Regions from separate parts of the Mus musculus genome. Here all the other regions are linked to region 2. The links are chromatin contacts, called in public HiChIP or PLAC-seq maps. All regions are on one chromosome and are shown on one strand. Each heading gives the region's core, a stretch centred on a gene start, on an enhancer-like site or on the middle of the called end of the contact. The rest is flanking DNA. Distances are from core to core; before and after follow the strand shown. Region 1 overlaps Marchf4 (membrane associated ring-CH-type finger 4). Region 2 overlaps Smarcal1 (SWI/SNF related matrix associated, actin dependent regulator of chromatin, subfamily a-like 1). Region 3 has its middle 12 kb from the start of Gm39661.

Region 1 (3,702 bases), core at 1,188-3,687, 150 kb before region 2:
CCCAGTACAGTGCCTACAGTACAATAATCTGACTTTGGCAGATAATCATGGGCTTCTCCGTTTGATAAACAAGAGGTTTTTATCTCTCTAGGACATAGCCTATCTTGGGGTCTATGATGACCAGCAGGGAAGAGCAGGCAGGAGTTGTGCATGCTGCTGGCCGCTCAGTACAGCAAACTCTAACTCCGAATGTTACTGAGTGGCTGTAGCTGTGAGACCGAAATGGGAGGGGGTGAGTGGAGAGAGGTGCTGGGGGAGGGGCAAAGCCCTCATTACTCATGGCAGCATTTCCTAGGCTCATTAATTCTAACAGGATGAGCTAGGTTTGATTAATCGGGTTGTTAAGCAGCCATGTCAAGTCGCTGATCAGGTAAAAGACATTACTTCTGGTCGCTGGCAATGAAACCAAGTGACAGCAGTCTGCACCCTTGTTTCTCAAGCAGCAGCAAAGAGAAAAGGCACAGATGAGCTACTGGCTGACAACAGCCCCTACCAGGATCTGAGCTCTCCTCCTGGCCTCTGGATGGGGACCATTAGCTTTCACTAGAGCCCTTGGAGAGTCACAGACCTACCTACAGAGGGAGCTGGCCTGGCCAGGCCTGGTCTGAGTGCCCACAGGCCAGAGCTGTGGTGCTTCTCCTGAAGCCTCTTGTTAATTCCCCAACATCCACACTGGACAACCCATAGACAGAATGGGGACTCCATTCTAGCACTGAGAATATTAGTAACCAGGGTATTAAAACTCCTTTAAAATGTAGATCTGGTGAAAAAAAAAAAACTAGATTAAAAAAAAAATCCACAAAGAAGCTCTTTTAAACTTGTTAGTGCTGCTATGCCAATTGCCTAGGATATGTTTTTATGTACCTCGGGAGGAGGGCCACGGTCCTTTTACTGGTTAGGGTAAAATACCATCTTATTATACCCATGTGTCTTCAAGAACAATAGAACAGAAATAACTGGCAGCAAAAAAAAAAAAAAAAAAAAAAAAGATCATGTTAAATTCAATGAAGATGTTCTTCACAGTAAACTCCTTAAAAGCTAAAAATGAGGAGGTTTGCTGCGGGGAGGGGGAGCCGGAGCAGGATCTCAGTGTCGTTGGCAAAGTGCTTGGTGCGTAAGTGTGAAGGGCTGAAGCTTGGTCCTCAACATTCGCACAGAAGCTTGGGCTTCTCACACACACCATCAAATGCTTGTATGTACATATCCATGCATACACAAGTTTAAATGGTGTAATATGGAAACTGAGATGGACACCCTTCCCCCAGGCTCCCAGTATGAACATCCCCTAATACAAGAGAAGATGTGATGTAGAGTCTGTGTCACAGAGCCAGCCGGTGACATGAGGAAAGGGAGAAGTCAGGGCTTTCTGACCAGTATCAGTGCCCTGGTCTCACCACACTGATGCCTTGTTCGTGCATCTCTTCCTTTCTCCTTCCCTGGAGGAGGGAGGGATATTTCTAGCCCATCTCAAGCCCTGCAGCCAAATCTCCCATGACTGCCAGCTGCAGCCCTGTCTCCTCTCCCTGCTTCATTACACACAGTCTGGTACTACATCATTTTCATATCCTCCGAGATTTATGCTGCTCACTGATACCCCATTAACTAGGCAAACCAGTGATGCCCAGGAAACGTGTGGACTGAACTATACAGGCCCAGAGTGGGGGAAGCCCAGCTCCTGAGGCCCCCACCCTTTGGTGCAGATTATAGTAAACTAATCTGCAGAGTACAGCAAATGCCAGAGATCCTAGGGGGCTCACTAAAAGCCAAGGGACCGGAGACTTCTTCAGTGACCTCGGGGTTTTAGGACAAGGAAGAAACAGGGATCTCCTCTAATTCTCTGGCTTTCAAGGGACAGAGTCTGTGAGAGTGGCTAAGAGCATGCATTTTAGAAATCAAGCACTTTGGTTTTGAATAGTCTCTTCAGCCATTACTAGCCAAGCAAATGTAGGCAAGCCCCTAACCTCTGGGATGCTGTTTCTTCTACGTACAGATAGCTCTTACCTCCTCAAAAGAAAGATCAAATGCGATGAAGCATACAAAGTGCTTGACAGTCCCCAGCGCCAGTAAGCCCTCTTGCCAAATGACAGTTTTAACTCACATTTCTTTAAGTGTTCATTTTTTATTGCAATTCTCCTTTCCTACTGTCATGCTAAGATAAGTCGAATAGGTAATAAAGAAGCAAGAGGCTTAAGAAATAGTTAACTAGGTCACAGAGAGAGGTTAAGATTAAAGGACATTCTATGAGAGTTTGTTGTTTTGGGACAGTACACGGCATTCTAGATTCCCAGTCCAGAAATGTCCTTGGGTTACTACAGGATACTGGGAGTGTTTGAGGAAACCTTTACCTTAGAGATGCTAGATAAGAGAAGAACACGGGTCTCCTGGGTTGAGATGGTGCTACAGGCAGGGACAAGGTAATTTTCTAGCCGTGGCTGTGACTAACCCAGTGGGAGGGACCAAGAAGAGGATGAAGAGTTCCAGTGAGTCAGTTGGTAGCTACAGTTATCTCTCCATTCACAGATTTTTCTTGTTTGTTTTTTAGCTTTTTTTTTTTTTTTTTTTTTTTGCCTTTTTCAGTCTGAAGATCTGGCTTCAAGAGTCCTTAGGTTACCCAGTTGCTATGGAAATGCCAGGTAACTCCAAGATTGCTTTTTTTCCCCCCACTTACTCATAACCAGGCATTTCTGTCACAGAGCAGGAAGAAATATATACAGCATCGTGTGGCAAAGACAGCCCCATGCTGGGCTGGAGTTTGCTGTTCTGGGAGATCAAAACAAGGATACAATAAAACAGCAGCCTTAGGGCACAGTTTATAGTTATTTTCCTTTATTGAGACTCTTGATGATCAAGAGCCTGGCTCTCAGCCTAGACGGTGTTGGCTTTATTCAGGCTCTGACAGTCTGTGTGACCTTGATCAACTTGTTAACCACCTGAAGCCGTGTTCAGTCACCCTTTTGTCCATTCAATATTTACTTACTATGTTGTCTCTTCTAGGTGGTAGGCATAACATTCTCTGGTAGATAAAGACAATAAATCAGATAAACAAGTAAATTGTGTATACCTAAGCGAAGCTGGCATGTGCTATGGAGACAATAAGCATAGAATGGGAAAGGACTGTAAATGAGGACATGTGGACTGAGATCCTAAACAGGACTGTGACGGGTAATCTTCATTGTCACGTTGACTACATTTAGAATCACCATGGGAACACACCTCTCAGTGTGTTTGTGAAGTTGTTTCCAGAAATGCTTAACTTGAGGGAAGACCCATTCTGAGTGTAGGTGGCAGCATCCCACAGCTCAGGACCCAGAGTGATGGAGAAAGAAGCTGAGGACAAGCATTGCATTCTCTCTCTCTCTCTCTGCTTACTGCTGTTGGCTGCAGGGTGACCAGATGCTTCGTGGTCTCATGGCCCTGTCATTTCTGCCATAACAGACTGTATTCTCTGGAACTCTGTGGTGGCTGTCAACTTGACTGGATCTAGAATCAAGTAACATTCTCATATTTTTGTCACAGCAACTAGGAAACTAAGTATATTCCATAGCCGATGGCTGTGAGAGCCCTCTGAAGAGGGTTATTTGAATTAAGATGGGAGTAAACCATGCAGATATATGGGATCAAGAAATCTGAGCAGGATGAGTAAGTGCAAAGGCTCTGAGGCAGAAAAGTGACTGACATATTTGGGGAAAACCAAAGACAATG
Region 2 (3,445 bases), core at 459-2,958:
TCTCACTTCCTCCTGGCTGCAAGCCTGCTTTTGGTTTTGATATGGGACTTTTTGGTCATTTGACTCCTAACTAGGGTTGCCATTATTTGAAGATTATTGGTTGCAGACGTTACTTGTGAAGGTTCTAGAGTGACTTGTAAACCAGTTAAAACTCTGCAGCTCACAGTGTCCTCGGTATCAGGGTCAGAGAGTTGGAACTTAGGCAGACTTGGCCTCTCTTTGCTGCCACCTGCTTCTGAGCAACCTCATCATAACGTTATTTCAAGTGCTAGAGAAACCCTGGCTACAGAAACAGAACTCGTGATGGTGCACGTCTTTAATCCCAGGATTAAAGGGATGCAGAGGCAGGCAGAGTTTGAGGCCAGCCTGGTCTACAGGGCTACACAGAGAACCCCTAACTGGAAAAGCCAAAGGGCAGGGGTACCTCAGCTTTGGGGAACATGATTTTATTTCCTTGGGCAAATGTTATAGCTCAGCAAAGCTAGTTATGCTCAGCTATGGCAGGGGGCATGAATGGGAAGTGGTAGCTTCTCGCTGTTCGTTGGGTGGCGGGCTTGAAACAACCCCAGTTCTTTGCTCTGAGCATGCCTGGGCTCACACTTTAACATCTGTGTGTAGCTTCTCTGCTTTGGCTAGCTGCATAGCATTCTCCATTCCATGTACTAGCTTGCCTTGTCTCTGAGGCTCTGCAGAGCTTCCGAGCCTGCACTCTGAGGAGACTTAGAAGGCCAGCAGCCCCCCAGTGTCTGCCTGTGAACCGCATTACCTTCCCAGCAGCACACAGGAGTTCCTTAGTGCCACCACACTCTGCTTTTCTCAGGAGCTGTTGTCTCCTTCGCTGGGGGAGTCGGCTACACAATGTTTAATGTAGCGTCCATTTATGTCATTTTACACATCTTTATTTTCCTAGGTGTGTCTTCCTCAGAGATAGACCAAGCATAGCAACTGTTTTCAGGCGGGCACAGACAAAGGCCTTAGAGATGATTGACCACAGCAGTGTGTCTGAGCACAGCGCTGCTTACATCATCCCAGGACAGATGAGATGCTTTTCCGGTTTCTTCCCAGGCTGCATCCCAGGCAGGCACAGCAGCCGCCCAGGACGAGGGTTCAAGATGTGCAGATTTCCCCTGTGAAACTTTTCATTTCCACTTTTTATTTTTTGTCTGCTGCTACTTTCCTGATGTGTCAAAGCCACAAACAGAGATGCTACAGATATCATTCAGGATGATGAGCCTGCGTTAAACTGAGCAGGAAATTATAGGCCTCAGTAATGAACTGTGGAAAATCAAAGCCGGAGAAATTCCTGGCTCTGCCATCAGAATGGGATTAGGTGTGGGCAGTGGCTGAGAAGGCAGAGTGCATTTTGAGAATTATATGTGTTCCATATTTAGGAGGAATCCTCTTTCCTCCCATGGTTACACCTTTATTTATTTATTATTTTTATGAGTCAGCACATCCATTTTAAGACCTTCTTTCTTCCCTGTGGACATTCAGTTCATGTGGTTGCCCTGTATTACTGTCGTGAACTCAGGGTTTCCGTGGTTAACAAGAGGTTTCCATGCAGCTGAGCTCCACAGTGGGGTCTCTTCCAAAGCTGTGTGAATTTTGCCTCACGGTCGCAGCGACTTGATGCTACAGTCTCCTCTTGATCTCACTCCTTCCCATCTCTCTGAGAGGAGTATGATCTGGGTGTGACCGTCTCAGTCAGACCTGAGTCAGTCGGGGAAGAGGAGAACTGGGAGTCCCTGTTGGTTCAGCCAGCTGTTTATCTCCCTCCTGCCCACGCTGAGCAGGCTGCCGCAGACCCAGGCTGAGCCTGGTCAGTGGAGCTGGGTCCCATCACTGAACGTTCTTAGTAATTACAAATGGAGCTTGAGTCTTGAAATACAGTGAAGTTAGTAAAACCTTTTTTTCCTTAAAAAAATAAATAAATAAAAATAAAAAATAACCAGTGAGCCAAATGCCTGCTGCCCCAAAATGGAAACTTGAGTATGGCACTGGGTTTGAGCAGAGTCAGGCAGGTCCCTAGAGCTCATTGGCCAGCCAGCTTAGCCAGATGGATAAACGACCCTGTCCCCAAAAATAAGGTACAGTGATCGACAAAGACACATGGCGTGGACCTCGGCCCCCATGCACATATCACACCCGTTCACGCCTGTATACACATGAACATGTGCATATAATACACAAACAGAATTAAAACACTAGACAGAAGCTTCTACACAGACTGTCTCTGTCATTTCCTCTTGGTACTAACAGGGTCTTTATGGTAAATTTAACTTGAATTTCAGAAATCTTTTCTGCAGCAAATTCAGGCCTATTGATCTCTCTTCTTTGCTCCAACGCTGGATCCCTTGTGTTTACTTCATGTGCCTTGCAACACTAACTAGCTTTCCCCTGAATTCTTCTCAGCATGTTGTGTACATTGATTGATTACCTACTTTGTGCCAGATGCAAAGTGCTGCAGCCAGTAAGTAGGAACACAGCCTTCATCTCTGTGTTAGCCGGGGTTCTCTAGGGGAGCAGAGCTTTAGAGTGAAGGGGTGCGTGCGTGCGTGCGTGTGTGTGTGTGTCTGTCTGTCTGTCTGTCTGTCTGTCTGTATGGGATTTATTAGAGTGGCTTACAAGCTGTGGTCCACTTATCCCAGCGGTGGCTGTCTACCAATGGAAGGTCTAAGAATTCAGTTCAGTCCTTGAGGCTGATGTCTCAGCTGTTGCTCAGTATACCCCCGAGTCCTGACGAAGTAGGCTCTAATGCCACCGCAGGAATGGACTTGCCCGAGAGGGTGAGGGCAGAGAGAGGAATCTCCCTCTCCCTGTTCTTTATGTGGGCTACCAGCAGAAAGAATGACCCAGATTAATAGAGCTCAAAGATCCGGATTAAACGTGGGTTCTCCCACTTCAAATGACTTATTTAAGAAGAAGGGAAAAAATCCCTCGTAGGTGTGCCCAGCCAGTTGGGTTTCAGTTAGTTCCAGATGTAGTCGGATGACCACCAGGGGCAGCCTTCACAGTGTCAAGGAACCAGCAAGAGCTTGTCCAGGAAGCTCAGGAGGAAGGAGTGCCGTGACAGTGGCCAAGTGGACTATGGATGGCGGCTGACACCTAACTGCTTGCGTCAGCAGACCATTTAGTTTTTGCGAGGCATGTGGTCTTTTTTGCCTAGAGTACGTTGATTTAGAGACCATACAGTTCTGGAGTGAGGCTTGTCTTCGCCGTCTTTGGTAAAGGAACGATCTGACATATTTAAAATTGAGACTGGGCTGGCTCGATGGAACAGTGGAGAGGAATGCTTGCTGCTGTTCCCAAAGAAGTGAATTTCTTTCCCAGCACCCAGATTGTCAGCTCACAATTCTCTGTAACTCCAGTGACCTTCGGACCTCTACTGACATGTTCTTGTGCACACACTCAGAAAAATAAGTATGTAAAGTCAAGAACAGCCTGC
Region 3 (3,860 bases), core at 330-2,829, 210 kb before region 2:
AGAGCCCAGCCTCACCTGGGGAGTGCGAAAAGAGCCCAGGGGCTTCTGAATCTGTGCCCCCATTTCTGCAGCTTCAGCAACAGCCAAGAACCGTCTCGGTCAGCACCGAGCCCCTGTAGCCTGTGCCGCAGTCCTGGCCCGAGAAGATGAATGGTGGTTGCACCACCCTAGGGAGAGAACGGACTCTACTCTAGAGGTCAGCATCAGTCCTGGGCCAAAGAAAAAGTGAGGAGGAACGCTAGGCCACTGATGGATCTAGGGTCACATTAGCTGAGACAGTATCCTTCATGTGTCTGAGGGCTGTGGGGGTCAGTGGGGGCTAAGGGGATGTCCCTTTTAGGTCACCCAAAGCTGATGGAAGGTATGAGACTCAAAACTTGAATTCTGGATGTTCTTCCGCGTAACCCCAGCCACCCGCGGTTTCCTTTCAAGCAGGCCGTGACAGGCTTCTCATCAGGCTTCCCGGCCATTGGCCAGTGGTGACTTCTTACACTTCATCCGTCACGAGTACTCTCAGAAGTTAAGAGACCACAGCAGGCAGATAAGCCAACGGATGTGCCACATGCTCCAAAGACAGTTTGAAAGTAACTTACTCAACCAGCATAAATACATTTTGGTACAAATGACGTATTTCCATTTCAAAGGGGCCTTGTTCTTTAGTAGCGGAGGGTTCCCAGGGCTTGTGTTGGTTTAAGGTAGCCTGGGACGCTGGCCACTCTTCCTATCTCTATCTCCATTGGATCTGGCCACCATGAAGTGATGAGAAGGACAGTATGACCTTTGGAAAAACCAAAATTTTGACAGATCCAACAGCCCACTCCAAAGGATGTTTTTAAATATAGTATTATCCAGATCCAAAATTCCATTCAGGATGTTAAGCGGGAAAAAGCTGGTGGCCATGTTATTTTGCATCCCAATTTAAAACAATTGTTTACATTTATAGCATCCCACCCTTCTCTCTGCATGTGCCGTGGATGGAGGCTAGAGAACAACCTGAGGGAGTTCTCATCCACTGTGTGGGTCTGAGAGATCAGAATCAAGTCACCGGGTTTAGCATTAAATCCCTTTACCCACCAAGGCATCTCACCAGCCTGCACCCCAGCTTTTAAAATGTTAGAAATGTTGCAAATCTGACAGGAGCAGAGTTTGTTCTGAGAGGGAAAGGAATGCTCAGCTTGCTGGGGTCCTGGCACAGATGTTACCTTTGTAGACAGATCAGTCATGAGTACTTTGTAGATAATAAGACTGCCAGCTAGCCCTGCCTTAAGCAAATAAGGCCCAATTTCCCCTCATTGCAGGAAGTCTGGCTTAGGTGGCTGCCAGGAGACATATGACACACATGACCCTGAGCAATGGTCTGAGTGAAAACTCTGAGGTTCTCTTGTCCTTCCCACCCCATCTCTCTGTTTGCTTGTTGTCATCTCCTCCTCCTCTTCCTCCTCCTCCTCGGTAAAGCAGAAAAGGTGAGATAAAGCCAAACAACAAAACCTGTTCAGCCGACCTCTTTGGGTAGAAGCTTGTCATGTGTCTAGTTCAGCAGTAAGAGGCACTGGGAAAGCGGGAAGGCCGCATTACTTAAGCCACTCTAGTTGAGTCAGTCCAGGGAGCCGTGAGAGCAGGAGAGGATGCCTGGGTACCAGCGCTGACTCGGCTACTCGTCTTAAGTCAATTTTGTGTTGCTGTCAGGAATGCCTGAGATTGAGTTGTTTCTGAAGAACAGATTTCTTTCTTACAGTTCTGGTGGTAGAAAATCCACAGCAGAGGAGCCTACCTCTGGCAAGGGCCTTTTTGTGTCACCTGTGACTGGAGGCCGAAGGGCAGGCAGAGGGGAGGAGGTGAAGGGGCCGACCTCATCCATTCACAGGGAGCCCATTTCTGAGGGCCACTCCTTATATCCAGTTCACCTCTTAGCTCACTGCACTTTCAGCGTGGGCTTCAGGTGAAGCACATCCTGGACTGTGGATCTCAGAAGTTGTCTAGCCGTCTGACCTCAGCTTTTCTGCGCATACAGTGACGGGTAGGTTTGTTTGTGGCTTAAGCTTTGTTCATTGAAGTAACACTTCCCAGGGAATCAGCCAGCAACAGCAACTCCAGGCCCTCCCAGCCTTCCTGCTCCACCTGTCTTTCCTCACACACTACACATTTGCCAGAGAGTCTACTGGAAGGAGCTGGAGCGCTTCCCACCATCTGTTGTGAGGCACAGGACTCCAGAAGGGATTGGGAAGGGCATACTCGGTCCCTCTCTCCGCCTGACTCCTGCTACCACAGTTTGAGTGCTTTCAGGAGGCAGAGCAGCCCTTCCTCCGACCACCAGTGGTGTGGGGGAAGCCTGTCCTCCGCAGTAACGGTGGTTGGAAGAGCAGTGAGGACAGACATGGGGCTTCAGTTCCAGAATACAAGGTTTCAAAGCCACTTGATGATAATACCACGACTTCTCTTCTTCCTACATGCCTGCTTCTTACTGTCCGCCAAAACGGACACCCCATGACTGGGTCCTGGTGGCTTTAGAAGAATAAGGATGGAGACAAGGTCATAGCCATGCACACTCTTGTCTTTTGCCCTGAGATGCTTCGTGTCATGCTGGGGTTCTGCGAGCAAGCTACAGTTCCCAGTCCTTACACCTGTAGGACCTTGAAGCAAGTGTAAGCTGTTTTCACCCTCTGCTCGCTCCATCCTGGCTGTTTGACCTCGGATGAATCACTCAACCATTTGATAACCCCCGTTTCTGTAACTGTCAGACAGGATTTATGTTAACCTAACATCCAAGATTGCAGGGGAAAATGAAGGTGAATGACATGAAATATTTGATACAGAGGGAGCACCCAGCAGCATGTCCCACTATTAGTCTGTCCAGTTCTCTGTGCATTCTCTATACTGGACTCCATTTGTGCTCTGCTCTGCCGAGCCTCACATGAAGTAGCCAGAGGCCACAGCACTTACCTCTGTTCCCAACTTGCTCTGTGCATTTTTTCCAAACATTCATTTTCTCCAACAAAATGGGCAGCTGCCCCTCAAGAATGCTGGTGGCAATAGAATAAGAGGAAAAGAACCAAAGACTTTCAATAGGAGGAGCTTTGTGTGTGTGTTTTAAGTACTTGAACCTCAGCGGGCCAGCCACGGACATATCCCTTCCCCTGGCTCCTTTGTTTAAAGATACCCCTCCACCCCCCAGCTCCCTGAGCCCTGGATCCTCCAACAGTGTCAGGGTTGGATGCCTTTTATGGGCCATTTTTATTAGTGTCCTGATCGAGGCTTAATCACCACTCATAAACTGCTATCCGCCCACTGGCAGAGAGGGATGGGAAGTCCGATTCTAATTAGGAGTTGAAGCAGAGAGGGCATTTGGAGTTTCAGGACAGAGAGAGAGAGACACACACACAGAGACACAGAGAAAGTGTGTGTGTGTGTGTGTGAGAGAGAGGGGGGGGGAGGGAGAGGGAGAGAGAGCGAGAGAGCAAGAGAGCAAGAGAGCAAGAGAGAGAGAGATTGAGGATGTAAATGTGGTAGCTGAAGAGCAAAGTTAACCCCCTGACAGGTGTACTGCACATACATGTGCTCTCTTTACCTGACATATCCATCCGTATTCCCTTCCTGACCCACAGTTTGCTTCCTAGAACATCATTCACATTGGATTTAAAGCCCAATCTGTTTCAGTAATCCCAGTTAACTAATTTCATCAGCAGATACCCTGATTCTTACTAAGGTATTGGGTGTTAAGACACCGGTTGACATAGCTTTGGGAGAGTATACCATGCAACCAATGAAACTTTATCTTGCCTGCAAAGAAAAAGCTGCAGTTAGAAAAAAAGATGTGTATGTTAGGAGATGCTATGTGTGAGGTGAAGAAATACTGCTACACA

The links. HiChIP or PLAC-seq counts read pairs in DNA pulled down with a chosen protein or histone mark.
Region 1: a contact with region 2 is called in a FOXA1 HiChIP or PLAC-seq map of pancreatic cancer cells. The contact joins two enhancer-like sites. A contact is called at or near these places in 3 of 484 Hi-C or Micro-C datasets (colorectal tumor organoids, cortical neurons and nephron progenitors), 1 of 115 datasets of contacts at active chromatin or transcription factors (pancreatic cancer cells) and 2 of 9 other capture datasets (embryonic stem cells and pancreatic islet).
Region 3: a contact with region 2 is called in a FOXA1 HiChIP or PLAC-seq map of pancreatic cancer cells. The contact joins two enhancer-like sites. A contact is called at or near these places in 1 of 484 Hi-C or Micro-C datasets (nephron progenitors), 2 of 115 datasets of contacts at active chromatin or transcription factors (large pre-B cells and pancreatic cancer cells) and 1 of 9 other capture datasets (embryonic stem cells).

What each region holds. Positions count from the first base shown.
Region 1 is chr1:72,454,599-72,458,300 of GRCm38.p6, forward strand. The region is part of intron 1 of Marchf4 (membrane associated ring-CH-type finger 4); the gene reads right to left. Among named protein-coding and RNA genes, the nearest start is that of Gm39661, 43 kb to the left of the region's middle. Within about 2 kb of position 2,438, at least 26 of the 459 cell types and tissues checked have an H3K27ac peak or open chromatin away from gene starts, as enhancers often do. A contact at or near this core is called in pancreatic cancer cells, where this site is marked.
Region 2 is chr1:72,607,638-72,611,082 of GRCm38.p6, forward strand. The region is part of intron 9 of Smarcal1 (SWI/SNF related matrix associated, actin dependent regulator of chromatin, subfamily a-like 1); the gene reads left to right. Among named protein-coding and RNA genes, the nearest start is that of Smarcal1, 26 kb to the left of the region's middle. Within about 2 kb of position 1,709, at least 25 of the 459 cell types and tissues checked have an H3K27ac peak or open chromatin away from gene starts, as enhancers often do. A contact at or near this core is called in pancreatic cancer cells, where this site is marked.
Region 3 is chr1:72,398,647-72,402,506 of GRCm38.p6, forward strand. No RefSeq gene overlaps it. Among named protein-coding and RNA genes, the nearest start is that of Gm39661, 12 kb to the right of the region's middle. Within about 2 kb of position 1,580, at least 23 of the 459 cell types and tissues checked have an H3K27ac peak or open chromatin away from gene starts, as enhancers often do. A contact at or near this core is called in pancreatic cancer cells, where this site is marked.